Linked DNA regions of Pungitius pungitius: region 2 is linked to region 1. The links are chromatin contacts, called in public Hi-C maps. All regions are on one chromosome and are shown on one strand. The core of a region is the stretch at or near the end of the contact, and the rest is flanking DNA. Distances in the headings are between cores, read along the strand shown. Region 1 holds the start of LOC119217821 (D(1) dopamine receptor-like). Region 2 holds the start of lcorl (ligand dependent nuclear receptor corepressor-like).

Region 1 (2,700 bases), core at 70-2,569:
TTTAAGTGCTCCTCACCGGTGCTTCAACTTCAGCTGTGCCATCTGGTCCTGCCCCCGGGCCAAAAAGATCTGCTTTTATCCACGTGTGTGTGTGTGTGTGTGTGAGAGAGAGAGGGAGCTGTCCATGGTAAATGATTCTACTACAAACAGCTGGTTAGCTTATATTAGCATAAAGTCTGGAAAGGGGGGTAAGTCAAGAGGTAAATCACCACTAGCAAAATGATGTGATCATAAAGTTTGAGCTATTTGGCTGCATTTACATCATAGAACAAAGAAGGTAAAGTTCCCTCAGCGCCTAAAGCAGGGTTTTACTTTTCCAATGTCAGTGCAGTATTTAACGTTTAAACGCAAATCAGTAGGACGTCCTGGTACTTTTGTCATTCTGCATTTGACCTACTACGCAATGGGACATGCTCAATCTTTTTCCGGCTTAATTGTTTGAGTTTTAGTGGTTGTTGTAACACATAGAACCTTTATTCCCAAAGACCAGGTCGTGACCCACCATTTGGAATATTTCCTATTAGTTCACATCCTCCTCAGTGCAGCTGTTCTTAATCACCTCAAGTTAGTAATAAAGGACATACAAAATAAACCATAAACCAATACACTGATTCCAATACACTGTGGCCTTTCCTTCTTGAGAAGATATTTCCAGCCCATTGCTCATGTCTCTCCTATTCTTTGAATATTGTGCCTGATATTTCTGTCTTGAGTGACGTCAGATGTCCCAGAATGCCTTGTCGAAGTTTGAGATCACAGGTACATAAGTGTCCACTAAATGTCCAGTTTGGTGTGCTGCTCGTGCTGTTTTTGAATGTTCTGTTTACTTTTTATTCGAGTTGTTCATCAATAAAAGCATCCAAAACAAGTTGATGTGTCAATGTCTCCAAGCAGAAAGCATGGAGGACGTGGAAAGGAAGTGAGATCATCTTAAAAGACTTGAATCCTGAATCATTTCAGTTCTCTTTTCTCAACCACGTGGTGTGACACAACTGAAATGATTCAGTCCTTTTTAAATGTATGAACTGATTTGATTTGTTCATAACAGTTACCAGTTGTCTCTCTGTATCTCTCAATGTTTAACTTTCTACTGTCCAGCATTACCTTGATTTGGATCATTCATGTTTGTATGCAATTATGTTGCATTTTGCCAGAGTGCTGAATTATAACACACTCTTGTTGAAAAGAGCTGAATAATAAAACCGAAGTGATTACTGCAGCCTAACGTCGCCCTTTAGCCCCGTCCTCTGTCACAACAGAACTAATGGCGCGCCGGGACTTAAATAAACACAAGGGCTCCTATTTAAAAGGTCTTGGTCTTCTCTGTCAAACTTCTGTGCGCTGCGCGCGTTGTCGCGGCACCAGCTGGCGGTGCGCGTGTTCACGCTGTAAATCTGCGCTGCGCTCGGAGCGGCAGCAAAGATCCGTCCGCGTGGAGCGGGACGCGCGCTCAACACTCTAAAGGGACTCTATTTTCTGTTAATGGAACGAACGGATGGATTTATTCTCTTCATTCTAGAGTGTCAAATGGCCGAGTGCGGGACCAGGCGATGACAAACACGACTGCCTTGGCTCTGGTAGGAGCCAGCAGCCCGGAGGAGTCACCAAAGCACCGAGCGCTCACCGGCTGCGTCCTGGCGGTCCTTATCGTCTGGACGCTTTTCGGCAACTTCACGGTGTGCGTCGCCGTCTGTCGCTTCCGGCACCTGCGCGCCAAAGTCACTAACATCTTCATCGTATCCCTGGCCCTGTCGGACCTTCTGGTTGCCGTGCTGGTTATGCCGTGGAAAGCCGCGGCCGAAGTCGCCGGCTTCTGGCCGTTCGGTGAGTTCTGCAAGACCTGGCTGGCCTGCGACATTATGTGTTCCACTGCCTCCATCCTCAACCTGTGCGTCATCAGCGTGGATCGATACTGGGCCATCTCCAGCCCGTTCCTCTACGAGAGGAGTATGAACAAGAAGGTGGCGTCCGTGATGATTGGCGTGACGTGGACGGTCTCCGTGGTCATCTCCTTCGTGCCCGTGCAGCTGAACTGGCACCGCGCGGATGCAGCTGACCCGTCCGCGGAGGATCCGGCGCCTCGCGGGCAGAGCGGCGTCGGCGGGAGCTGTGACTCCAGCTTGAGCCGCACGTACGCCATCTCCTCCTCCCTCATCAGCTTCTACATCCCCGTGGCTGTCATGATCGTCACGTACACCCGCATCTACCAGATAGCCCAGATGCAGATCCGGATGATATCCTCCCTGGAGCGGGCGGCGGAGCACGCGCAGAATTGCCGCTCGAGCGTACCTGAGCTGTGCCCTCACCTGTGCACGGAATTGGGCGCGAACTCATATCAGTCCCACATCGGTGTTCATCCCGAGTCTCAGCGCCCCATGGAGTCGCACCGGGAGCTCAAAGTCTCCATCCGAAGCGAGACTAAGGTCCTCAAAACTCTGGGCATCATCATGGGGGTTTTTGTGTGCTGCTGGTTGCCATTCTTTGTCCTGAATTGCGCACTGCCCTTCTGTCCCGGGCCCAAGGCCCCGGGGTCCCGGCGCGGCCCCCATTGCGTCGACGAGAAAACCTTCGACGTCTTCGTGTGGATCGGCTGGAGCAACTCATCCCTCAACCCGGTCATCTACGCGTTCAACGCGGACTTCCGGGACGCCTTCGTGCGCCTGCTGTGCTGCCGCGGACGCGGCTGCTTGACCGCGGCGG
Region 2 (2,700 bases), core at 153-2,652, 140 kb after region 1:
GCGTCACAGTCAGTTTGAGGGCGGAGCAAGCCCACACTCCAAGCCACTTTACCTGTAAACAACAATAACCCTAACGATACCAGAGAAATCATGTTTCTATTATACAGGTGAGGGTCTTTTACAATGGCATATGGAGTGCTAGTTCTAATCTTTAAACAAAACATATATATATATATATATGCAGATATACAGTATATAGGTCTACGGAATGCACCTGTAAATTTAATTGGCAGAAAGCATTTTTTTAACGAGGGTCTGCAATAGCGCCCTCTTTAAGGAACCGAGGGGAGGGAATTTAAGAGACAATGGGGTGGATTTGAAAAAAGAAACGGTGAGACGGACAGTTTAGTCCTCGACCCTGCCTCTATTATTCTGAGGGGATGAGTTACTCGAGATGAGCTTACTTCTTCATTTTATAGTCACACCCAATATCTGGTTGATTGTGTGTGAACTCAATGAGGCATTGCAACTGAGGTGGACCATAATGTGTTGCTACTCTTTCCCCCCACCCCCTCCTCAAGCCCCTCTCTTCTGCACTACATAACAAGATCCAGGTGTCATGGGCTCTCTCACAAACACACACACCTTTGAGTGGCCCTGACTTGTATTAAGAACTGCGTGTTGGGTGCAGTAACGAGATATGTCGGAGGCTGAGGTGTTAAATGTTGCTCTGGGCTGCTGCAGGGGAGGCAGCAGGACCCCCACCTCGGTGCTGTGCTGCTGCTCATCAGTAAAAACCATGTTCTGCCAACTCTCTGTACATCAGTGGACACAACAGTGCAGCAGGAAGAAGCATTAAATGTTGATTATATTTCTCAAAGATGCCAACCAGTTCTCCAGAACAGTGGATTACTATGCCCCAGGTTGGCCCACCGTGTGCATGCGTGATCTATACTGTTGCATAGCTTAGGTTAAATTATCTCAGAGGATAATGCTATTTTATGGTAGATAATTCCATTGAATATGCTATTAAATACAATGTTAACATACAAATGGGAAAACAATGAAACTGGGACATGCCACAGTTTCATTGTTTTCCAGGCCCCCTAAAGAGTCTTGGGCTTGGCTGCCGTGTCGGCGGGATGAAGAAACTGTATTTGTGTTATATTGTGGGATAAAATTACGAATTTTTTAACTAATAAAGACCGTATCATTTCACTCAACCCTGTGTTCATGCCTACATCGTGATGCACACTGGACCCACTTACTTGTGGACAGATCTAAAGTTCTCTGCTGCTCTCACGTGGCGGCACTGAGGAGGAGCAGGCGGTCCTTTCAGCCTAGAAGTCACTTAGATTTAGGTAGTCGCAGTGTCAAAGGTCACTCTTGTTTTATTCTGATTTGTCTTACTGGCTTTTATCAGTGCCCCAGAGGCCCCAGGGGAAACCTGATGAATGATACGTAGCCTTATTTCTCCGATATTCTACCATATTCAAATGAAAAAGGAGAGAAAGAAACGCCCCCGTGTTGTCTGAAGCTTCTCTCCCTCTGGCGGCGGGTCGCGAGCCGAGCGCTGCAGCTGGAAGCTGTTCACAGCCGCTTCCTGTCGCTCAGACGGAGGGAGCGAGAGGGGGGAAGGACGCGGCAGAATGGCGACCGTGCAGTGTTGCAAATGCACGGCCGAAAGGAAAGGGTTTCGGCGGGAACTTGATTCTTGGCGTTACAAATTGATACACTGCGTCGGTATGATCAACCTGCAGTTTCGTGTTTTGTGAGAGAAAAAAAATGAATGAGCTTCCAAGAAATTTCGCCCGGCAACTGAAGGCTCGCGAGCCCCCATCTCTGTTTTCATAGCTAGCTGGAGCTAGCTAGCTAGCTAGCTAGTAGCCTGGCTCCATAGGTGGCCAACGTTAGCCGTTCAGTCAGGCTGCCAGGCTAATATTTACCAGTTGGCTAGCCCTTCGAGTTGGCTCCTTTTCTTTGTCCCTCTGAGCTAGCTTCCTGTCCACCGGGGGTAATCCTGTTAGATTATGTGAAATGTCCAATATGATATCTGTCATGTATAATTAAGGTTTATCATATCCTTTGTTCGAAAAATCGATAAATGTGTTTATTGACAAATATGTTGCCTATGCTAAATACCAGCTAGTATGCTATGCTAACATGAATGCTGTTGCTGTTCATTTGGGGGAGGGGGTTGTTGCTATGTCGAGGCTTCTAATGGCAGTGCATTATAACAAAAGCGAACATTTCTGCGATATCAGGTAACGTTTTTTCTCCGTACCCGTTGCTTCTTTTAAAATTTGTTTTTATAAAACATCAGGCGTGCTTAGGCGGAGCTTGCCGGGTTTATTCTGCTTTGTGACGTTGAAGCACAGTGACATTAAACTACCGTAAACACCTGATGGGGAGTCCTAATGGTGGTGCCATCCACGAGACGTTCACCTGTTTGCTTTGTTTAGTAAATTATTATATGGGTCCTTGCGTTAAACGTTGCGTGTGTTGTTGACAGCTTTCAATGGTAGATGTGAGATCTGTTTTTGGTCTAGTTTGGATCCCGTATAAATACGTTCATATCAGCATTCAAGGATGGTATCTCTTTAATTTGTCTTGCAGGGTTTGAAAGCATTCTGGAGGGAATCTATGGGCCACTGCTGCTGAGGGACCTCAATTTATTCGATGGTGGGTTTCCGTGTGTATTCATTACTATGTAATCATAGTTCAGCTTTTATATTTTCTTTCCCGAACATTTTTGCGTAG

What was found. A called contact is a pair of places that touch in the nucleus more often than the background predicts.
Region 2: a contact with region 1 is called in a Hi-C map of muscle, with 2.9 times the contacts expected there. The contact joins the promoter of lcorl here to the promoter of LOC119217821 in region 1. A contact is called at or near these places in 2 of 2 Hi-C or Micro-C datasets (both in muscle).

The regions. Positions count from the first base shown.
Region 1 is chr9:5,484,518-5,487,217 of fPunPun2.1, forward strand. LOC119217821 (D(1) dopamine receptor-like) reads left to right here and starts at 1,320. Exons shown (of 1, transcript XM_037471781.2): 1 at 1,320-2,700. The coding sequence starts at 1,551. LOC119217573 (GTPase IMAP family member 4-like) reads left to right here. Exons shown (of 2, transcript XM_037471320.2): 2 at 1-463.
Region 2 is chr9:5,622,636-5,625,335 of fPunPun2.1, forward strand. It overlaps lcorl (ligand dependent nuclear receptor corepressor-like), which reads left to right and starts at 1,403. Exons shown (of 8, transcript XM_037471693.2): 1 at 1,403-1,683; 2 at 2,557-2,622. The coding sequence starts at 1,590.